2 separate regions of the Gossypium hirsutum genome follow, and region 2 is linked to region 1. Evidence: chromatin contacts called from public Hi-C data. All regions are on one chromosome and are shown on one strand. The core of a region is the stretch at or near the end of the contact, and the rest is flanking DNA. Distances in the headings are between cores, read along the strand shown.

Region 1 (5,007 bases), core at 1,132-3,631:
TTGATGTCACGAATTAAGTAATACAATCTCAAAAAAGAGTTTTAACTACATCAAATTTATATACAAAGGAGATTTATATCATTTAAAATATAAAAATATATATATATATATAATTGTGTAAAAAGCCTCCCACTCTTTTTTAAAAATGACTCCCCTTCATAAACTACGAATCTCTTTAAAAAATTACAATTTTTTTAACAATATTACTTTCTTAAAAAATTAATTATATAAATATCAAGAAATTATGACTATCTTAACACAACTATGGGCTTATCTTTAAAAAACTAATCAAAATATATAAATTTTTATTCAAACAAATAGAACTTCTCACCCAAAGAGTGGGTACCAATATATTCAGTTTAACATTATTTCACAACTTTTTCACTTAACTTATTGTAAAAAAAGAAGAAGAAAAAAAACAGTTAACCATTTCACGTAAAAGGTTTGACTTTTATTTATTATATTTTATATTAAATACTTTTTACATTTATTTGTTATTTAATTAAAAGATAATTGCACGTTTTCTAAAATTTTGTATATACTTTTTTCAAATGTTAACATTTAATTTCAAACATAAATTGTTTTGGATCTAAAAGATGAGGTTATAAAAAAAAAACAAATATTTTGGACAAAATAAATAGCCGTACGGATGATTCACTGAGTTAAATAAATTAATTCAATAAATATGACAAAAATAAAATCAACTGTTTTTACCGGGTCCCAATGTGATGATGACATCAAGACAACCCTGTAATCTTATGGCAGAAGTAAAAGATAAAAAGAAAACCCACCATTAATAATTACTGCAGTGAGTCTCCAGGGAAAAACCACTAATATGCCTCCCTCATTGGTTTTGGGACCCCCATGGGAAGTAACCATGAAATAATAAGACTAACAATTTTAACCGACCTAATTACAACTAAACAGCAATAATGGAGGGTCTAACCCCTCCTCTCCTACACCTTTTGCTAATTATATATTTTTAGGGTTTTAGACGCTTTGTTTTCTCAAGTAAAGTAAGCTTTCAAAGCTTTCTTTGACCAACTCATCACATCAGCATCAGAGATAGTACATTCCTGTTAGCGTCAGTGATCACAATAAATGAAAGGTCTGTCATTAGGTTTCCAGTTAGTGAAAACTGAGAAAAAAAGTAAAAAGGAACAAAATAAAAATACAATATTAGGTCCATTCTTTTATCCAAGCATATCTTTTCACATTTTTTGTGGGTAAAAGTTAAGGACATTCCTTACATGGAAATATACTTGTGCTTTTAACTGGTTTAATTGAGGTTTTTTGTTTCTGAATATGCCAAATTTTGTTTACTATTTGAGAAGTTACTTCATTCATTGATCTGACTCATCATCATCCTCTTTGAAGCAATCAGAAACTATCAAAGAAAAGCTTTGTTTCCTATTTATAGGCTCTCATTAGAGTCACCCTTAGAGCCATTAATGGTAAAAAAACTGTGTAAAGTAACTGGGAACTGGACATTCTGTAACTTCGTGGTAAAAACTAAAAAAGAGGCCAATCTCTCAATAGGCCATTGACTCATGACAGAAGCACTAGGCAGCACAACCTCCTTAAACAATTTTCTCAAATGCCCTATGGAATGCACTGTTTAATTGTCAATTAACTTGAAAGAAAAAAGATGTACAAACTTGGCACATTGATGATTATCTAATTTTCTGATGCATCCCATTACTGACATATTGTGCATGTATCTACATACATACATCAGGGATGGCAGAAAAAAAAGGTAGTAATGTATTATTTGTGGGTTTTAGTGATCTTAGAGAAAGGTAGCCGCTTGAATCTACCTTACACGTTACATCTCTTCTGTTTTTTACTGTTCAGTCTTGTAAAAGTGTAACAAAACAGTGAAACAAATATATTTTTTTTTTACACATGACAAGGTGATGGAGCAGATATATTTTGGGCAGAAAACTATGACCACCATATTAAATTAGTGATTAATTACGATGGCAAAAAGATCAAGGGAAAAGAATAAATACCCTTTTTATATTTGTGTCTAAACTAATTAGTAGAATCTTTGTTTCTAATAATGGAGATAAGAGAGATAAGCCTAGATGAAAGAGACAAGGATAAGCCATTTTGTACTGTTAGTTGGGAAGGAAGGGACATGATGAATACGGTAAATTCTTGGTTCGGTGGTTTTTTTTTTTGGGGGGGGGGTGGGTGTTAGTTTTTGGGTCAACTTCAGGTGGTTAACTGAACCCTAGGTTAAACCTAATCCTCAAGTTAAAAATAAAATAAAAAAAAGTTGTATGGGGACTGATATTTGATGGAGATGGAAAGGGCTAGGTTTATTTACTAGTGTGTTGATAGGGGCCTGTTTTGTCAAGCTCTCAAAATTTCTGCCTTGAAAAGAAAGGTGTCTAAGACCTGCACCACCCCAAGCTTACACACATCATATTATGAGTCTTTCTTGTCATTATAGAGAGGGACAGCCTAAGAACCCTCATGCCCATCAGTGAGAGAGAAAAAGGGCGCTTACACACGTGTGAATGATGTTGGTGACATTAAAAATTTAATAGTAGGAACTAGCTGAACTACTTCAATCACTGTTTTTAGTCCATTCCTTTGTAGGTTTTCTCCCTTATACACATATCCCTAGCTGTTTTTGCTGTTTCAAGTTTTAATCCTTTTCTTTTTCTCCCAGCTGCTGCATAACTTCACTTTTCCAGTCCTTCACTGTTTGTCAAACTTTGTTTTTGAAATCATCTGTGCATGAACATGACTTTCTAACAATTGTATAACAGCATTTGTCAGAAGAGGAAATGAAGCATGGTTAACAAGTGTGTTATATATATGCACCAGCACCATTCAACATGAATACGCCAGGCTATTACTTAACCACTATTCCCTCTTCTTCTTCATCTTCTCTTGGTTCTTCAATGGGGATGGTTTACCCAGACATGGGTTCCCTTTCTCTCGGTCAAAACTATGGTATTCTAGGCTCAAGTGTTTCTTCCACGCAGGACAGTTATGGTTGTAAGGTCCCAGAGATGGAAAATGAAAGAGCTTCTTGGGGTTTTCATTTCATGGGGAACTGCAAAACAAGGAGCTTTGAGGAAAACCATAGCTCTGATGTTGTGGAAGGTCAAAGCTCAGATTGCAGTGATGGGTTTGGAGATGATAGTAGGACCATTAATCTCAATGCCATCTTAAATGAAGAGAACCCCAATGATAATACCGTAAGTGGCAAGGAAACAGATAGTGGTCAGTCAAAGCTTTGTGCAAGAGGCCACTGGAGGCCTGCGGAAGATACTAAGCTCAAGGAACTTGTAGCTCTTTATGGCCCTCAAAACTGGAACCTTATAGCAGAGAAGTTGGAAGGAAGATCTGGTAAGTTAATCGTCAAGAAATGGCAAAAGCAGTGTTATTTTATTCTTTAGTTCACTAAGAAGGCTTCTCCCACTTATTATGACTTTTGTTTGATTGTGCTTGAAGGTAAGAGCTGCAGGCTAAGATGGTTTAATCAATTGGACCCTAGGATCAATAGAAGAGCATTTACTGAAGAAGAAGAAGAGAGGCTAATGCAAGCTCATAGACTTTATGGTAACAAGTGGGCAATGATAGCTAGGCTGTTCCCTGGAAGGACTGATAATGCTGTCAAGAACCATTGGCATGTGATTATGGCAAGGAAGTATAGAGAACAATCGACTGCCTATAGGAGGAGGAAACTGAGCCAATCTGTTTATAGAAAAATGGAAGAAACTCCAAATTTTGTCTGCAGAGATGCAGCCACAAAAGCTGAACCACCGCCATACTGTCTCAACATCCCCAATAGAAGACTTGGCACTATCTCCCATTACCAGTTTGGAACCTTCAATGGTGCTAATGCTGGGGGTAACGTTGGCTCTAATGTTTCACCCCACTCAAGCAGCGAGGTCCCTCGCACAGGGTTCATTACACAACAGCCACCTTTTGATTTCATCCCTGGTGGGTCTCTTTGTAAACTCCCTATATACTCCTTTTTACCTCCAAAGCTTATTTTCAATGTTCATTATGCAGTTCTTTTGTGTGTTTGGGTTTTTGTGCTGTTTCCTCATTGGTTTCCTTTTTGGAAACCTACCTCGAATTTCATACTTGAGAAACACTTCGATGATTTTTGTGTTTTAATTATTCATTTGCTTTATAGACATTGACTGATGTAACCGTTTTCCTTTACCTTTTTCCTGCTTTAAAGTTTAACCCAAACCAATCCACTCCTCTACATGTTTTTTGACACTACATTCACGTTTAGTCATTGTTAATTTGCTAGTTTCTCTACATTGTAACTGGTGGTGTTTTTAAAACATTTGGAACAGGTGTTAAGAGCAATGACATGATGGGTATTTTCAGCCAGACCAGATCTTGGGATAGGCCCATTGATGAACCCCAAATCTCTGGTTTCTATCCCCACCAGCATCACCATCCATCATACATAATGGCAATGCAACAGTCAGAGTTCCTCAGCTCCCAAGGTCTCACAGATTCCGCAGCACCAACAGCTCAAATATCAGGCAGTGAACCTTCATCATCAGTGCCAGGTACCAAAGCAGCAACCAGCAGCCACTATGAGACAGTTCCACCCCCATTCATTGACTTTCTTGGAGTAGGAGCCATATGAAGTTTTAGAAAAAAAAAAGGCCCTGAAAAAGGTTTCCACCTTAATGTGGAAGTGCTCCAAGATAACTGAGAGGGCCATTTAGAGGTAAAGAGAAAGGTGACAGTCCATAGATCTCTGCATCAGTCTGTTCCATGTCCCCTTTCTCTACCGAGTCCCCACCCTTTCCATAAGTTGAAACAAAATAATAAAATTATAATTATATGCATGCAGCCTTCTCTACTGTTTTTCCCTTCTCTTTGTTTCTAAAACTATTAAACACTCCCAACTCTCCTCCATTGTCTATTGGTTTTGAACCACAGTTATGATCATAAAGGGTGCTGAAATGGACTTTCAAAATCAGGTTTTCATATTATATGATATGATTTTTGCATAGT
Region 2 (5,032 bases), core at 691-3,190, 540 kb before region 1:
ACTTGTATTTTTTAATCTTAAAATAATGAAATTAAATTCCTTGAAATAAAAGTAAAATTTCATGTTTTAATCACTGCATTTCTATGATATAATTGTTTACCTTCTCATTGTTAGGGGTAAGCAAAACTCGATGGGTTTTGAAAAAATCATAAAAAATTTGAATTTTGAGTTAATCGAATTAAGTTATTCGATTTTTTCGAGTGAACTCAAATAAGTAATTTGAGTTTCAAGTTTGAATCGAGTTGAATTTTACAATTCGAATAACATATTGATATAAATACTCTTTTGGTCCCTGTCAAATTTAAAAATGAACAAATTAATCTCTCCCAATAAAAATTACAAAAAAAGAATTCAAATAATTTTCAAAATTCAAAATATTTATAAAAAATCCAAAATTTATAAAAAAAATTCTAAAGAATATGTAAAGAAAGTTAAAATTTAAAATTTAAAATTTTCTAAAATAATAATTTTGAGACATAAATAAGTTAATTAATGATTCAAATTTATCATACTAAAGTATATATATATATATTGCTTTAAAAAAGTTTTAAAATATATATGATTTAACGTATTTGTATCAATTAAAAGTTTTTTTTTTTTGGTAAGAATGCTGTCGTCTTCTGTGGTTGAAAGTGCAAACAAGATCAGAGAGGATATCCCTTTCCTTGATGATTCTAATACTAAGAAGGTCAGATTTAAGGAATCGGATGTGTCTTCTGATGATGTTATGGTGGTAGATCCACTACCAGAGCCTTCGTTGTCTTGGAAGGATATGTTAGTGGGGAAGGAAACTTTAGATCTAAATAACACGTCTGAGGACCAGTGCTCTGCAGATAGTTTCGCCCTTACAAAGCAGGATGTCAAGAAATATTGTATTGATGGAGTTCCCTCAATTGATTTCTCGGAGAGAGTCTATCAACTTCTGGAAAAGGAAATGTCAACCTCGGTGGTTCTTAAGATGCTGGGAAGGAACCTTGGAATTACGACCCTGCAAAATAGATTATATGGAATATGGAAGCCGGCTAAGCCTTTTCAATTAATGGATACAGAAAATGGCTACTATCTTGCAAAATTTGAGACTACTGCAGATTACAACAAAATTCTTTCTCAGGGACCGTGGGTTATTTTCGGTCATTATCTTACGGTCCAGCCTTAGACGATTGATTTCAATCCCAATTTGCCCTACCCAAATTAGGTCCTTACTTGGATTCGCTTTCCTGGGTTACCTAGTCATTTTTATAAAAAACAGATACTTATAGAGATAGGAGGCTTGATAGGGAAAGTCACCAAATTGGATACGAACACGGATAGTAGAGCAAGGGGTCGTTATGCTCGTATGGCAGTGCTTGTCAATCTGGGACGGCCGTTAGTCTCTAAAATCTTTATTAATGGTAACCCTCAGAGGATTGAGTATGAAAACTTACCTGTGGTATGTTTTAATTGTGGTTGTTATGGTCACACTAAAGAATCCTGTTCAATGATCACACAAAGATCAGGGGAAAATGAGAAGGGTGAGTCGTCGGGCCATGATTCGAGTACTAATGTGGTGGCCGGAGAAGAAGCTTACGGGCCTTGGATGCTGGTGGAGAGAAAGTCCAAGCGCGGCAATCTGGAGGTTTCTAAAAAAGGCAATAATTTGAAAGGAGAGAAAAATCTGGGATCACGGTTCCAATCTCTTGCAGATTTGGAGGAGGTGCCTTCGGTAGAAGAAATAATTAAGGAACCACAATCAAATCTGAAGAATAAAGGGAAAGCTCCCTTAAATGCTTCTCTAATTATGACACCAACGGGCAGGAAATCTGTTGCTAATGTTTCGAAGAGTGTCAATTCAGGTGTGTCGGTGGATAGTTCTTTTAAAGGGCAGGCACGTGCCCTCCAGCCCACTACCCGTTCTGTGTTTCAGACCACGAGTCAGCCTTCTATGGGCCAGGATCAACAAATGTCCAAGATGGTTTTGAATTTGTCCTCTTCGACCGATAAAGACCAGACGGATAGTAATGGTTGTGGTGGGTTACAGCAGGAGGCCCAAAATTCGAACATAGCTGCTACAGTTTCTGCCAAAGCTTTAAGTACTTCGGATATCCCCTCGATAATCAATGACGCTAACAATAGGACATTAAATCCAGTGAACCATATTGTGCATTTCAACCCTGCTTTCGAGGAGACCTCTTTTGTCAATGTGGACGTGAAGGAAGGTGTTTTGGATGCCAAAAATCACTCGGCAGCCGTGTTTTCTAATAGAAGTCCTACAGAGAATACGACTGAGCAATTGAGGGGCAGACATTCGACCGAAATTAATTTATCCAAAAAGGTTTTTAAGGGCCAGTATACTAAAGGGACTGGTTCCAAAAGAGGATGGAAGCTGAATAAAACTTTAAAAGGACCAGGGAGTTATTTTAAATATTCTGAGAATATTCGTGTTCCTTTTGCAGATTCTATGAAGAGAGCAGCGGAACTTATCGCTTCAGAAATTGATGGGAAATCAGTCATGGATTTAACAGAGAAGTCTGGCAAGGAAGTAGAGTTCCCTCATTCTGTTCATCAATAAGATAAGTTTGTCTTTCTTTTATCTTTTATTTTATTATGAATTTGTCTATTTTATCTTAGAATGTACAGGGATGTGCATCAGATAAGTTTTTACGAGCTTTTCGTGAGTACAATAATCAGCATAAGCCTAATATCATTAGTTTACTTGAGCCAAGAATTAGTGGAAACAAAGCTGACAAAATTATTACAAAGTTGGGCTAGGATAAGTCTCACCGTGTGGAAGCCGTAAGCTTCTCTGGAGGTATCTGGATTGGATGGAAAGATTCGATTGATTTAAAGGTGGTAGGTAACCACACTCAATTTATTTTGGCCCGTATCTATTCTATATTAATTCCTAAGCCGATTTTGGTTGCTTTCGTTTATGGGAGCCCTGATAAAATGCGAAGGAAGGTCTTGTGGAATGATCTTAGCTGCTCAATTCCCATTGGAAAGGATCATTGGATGGCAATTGGAGATTTTAATGCCATTCTCTCTTCCGATGATAAGAAAAGAGGTCATATCAAAGGTCGCAGGTGTCAGTTATTTGGAAATTTTATGGATAGAGCTCAGCTGCATGATTTGGGTTTCCAAGGTCCTTCGTTCACTTAGCATCGGGGTAATCTTTCTGAGAGATTGGACAGGGCTGTGGGCAATGACTCTTGGATGGAATTATTTCCCAATTGTTCGGTGTCCCATCTGCCTCGAATTAAGTCAGATCACCGCCCCCTTCTATTTAACCTTTTTAAAAACGATAGACTTGGTGTTAATCGTCCCTTCCGTTTTTTAGCTGGTTGCCTTCACCACCAAAATTTCTCTGAGTTTGTTAAGGAAAATTGGTGTTTTGATGGTAACATGACTAGTGCAATTGTACGTTTAACGGATAAGCTTAAAAACTGGAACAAATGTGTTTATGGCCATATTAATCAGAGGAAGAGGCAGTTAATGCATCAGCTCTCTAAGACTCAATTTGCTTTGGACCTTTCTTGTTTGAAATCTATTTTTCATCAGGAAATTTTGATTCGCGAGGAGTTGGAAAATGTTCTTCATCATGAGGAAATGTTATGGAAGCAAAAATCCAGATGTGAGTGGCTGAAATTGGGTGACCGTAACACAAGTTATTTTCATAGGCGCACTGTTCAGAGGAGGAATTTTAATAAAATCACTGCTTTACGTGATACCAATGGAGATTGGAATTTTGATCCTGAGACACTCAAAACTGAAGCGGCTCAGTTTTTCCAAAAGCTTTACGGGGAAAATCCAAGATCACTAGGTACTATTCCTCCCAGCGCTTTTCCTAGTCTTAGCACTGAAGACGCTGATTTTCTCAATAGAAATGTTATGAATGAGGAAATAAGAATTGCACTTTTCGATATGGCACCATTGAAAGCCCAAGGTAGCGATGGTTTTCAGGCTGCTTTCTTCCAAAATCAATGGGATAATATTGGAGATGCCATCTGTGAGTGGGTCAAGAATATTTTCGAAGGGGGAGACATCGAACCAGAGTTTAATAACACTCTTATTGTGTTAATTCCCAAAGTAAAAAGTCCAGAAACTTTTTCTCACTTCCGACCCATCAGCCTTTGCTCAGTGTTGTATAAATTAGTAATGAAAGACATTGCTAATAAGTTTAAGTCTATTTTTCCAAAGATTATCGGGCAAGAACAAGCAGGCTTCATTGTAGGAAGAAGCATTATTGACAACATCATTATTGCTCAGGAAGTTTTACATTCTATGCGGTCTAAAAAGAGACTTCAATGGATGGCTGTCAAGATTGATTTGGAAAAGGCTTACGATAAAGTCAGATGGGATTTTGTCGAAGCCTCTCTCAATGCAGCAGGTATTCCTTGTCATTTAGTGAAAGTTATTATGAATGCTATATCTTCATCCTCTTTGCAGGTACTTTGGAATAGTGAGCCAACTCAAAAGTTTAAGCCAGTGAGAGGTATCCGGCAAGGTTGTCCACTGTCACCCTATCTCTTTGTTCTCTGTATGGAATGGTTGGGGCATAGATTTCACCAGAGCATTTTGGCAAAGGAGTGGAGCCCCGTTCGACTATCGCGCATAGGTCCAAATTTATCGCATCTTTTCTTTGCAGATGACCTGGTGATTTTTAGCCAAGCTGATTTAGTTCATAGTGGCCTTCTGAAGGATTTTCTGAACAACTTTTGTGAGCTTTCTGGTCATAAGGTTAATGCTAGGAAGACGAACGTGTTTTTTTCGACGGGGGTTGATGAACCTTTAAGGGCAGCTATAAATGATACCCTTGGGTTTCAAGAAGTTAAGGATTTAGGCCACTACCTTGGGGTCCCACTTTTTCATCAGAGAGTTACTAATAGCATCTTACATTTCTTGGTGGAAAGAGTACGTAGTCGACTTTCTAGTTTGGATGTTAAGAGTCTTTCTTTTGCTGGAAGAGTCACATTAGCACAGTCGGTTTTATTGTCGATACCAAGTTACCTCATGCAATCAACCCCTGTCCCTAAAGGAATTTGTGACTCTATTGAAG

The links. A called contact is a pair of places that touch in the nucleus more often than the background predicts.
Region 2: a Hi-C map of leaf shows a contact between it and region 1, with 2.6 times the contacts expected there. The contact joins the enhancer-like site here to the promoter of LOC107893942 in region 1. A contact is called at or near these places in 4 of 34 Hi-C or Micro-C datasets (hypocotyl and leaf).

What each region holds. Positions count from the first base shown.
Region 1 is chrA13:21,677,516-21,682,522 of Gossypium_hirsutum_v2.1, reverse strand. It overlaps LOC107893942 (transcription factor CSA), which reads left to right and starts at 2,381. Exons shown (of 3, transcript XM_016819098.2): 1 at 2,381-3,366; 2 at 3,472-3,963; 3 at 4,332-4,969. The coding sequence starts at 2,850. The coding sequence ends at 4,633.
Region 2 is chrA13:22,218,524-22,223,555 of Gossypium_hirsutum_v2.1, reverse strand. No RefSeq gene overlaps it. Among protein-coding and RNA genes, the nearest start is that of LOC107893671, 15 kb to the right of the region's middle. Within about 2 kb of position 1,940, at least 9 of the 9 cell types and tissues checked have an H3K27ac peak or open chromatin away from gene starts, as enhancers often do. A contact at or near this core is called in hypocotyl and leaf, where this site is marked.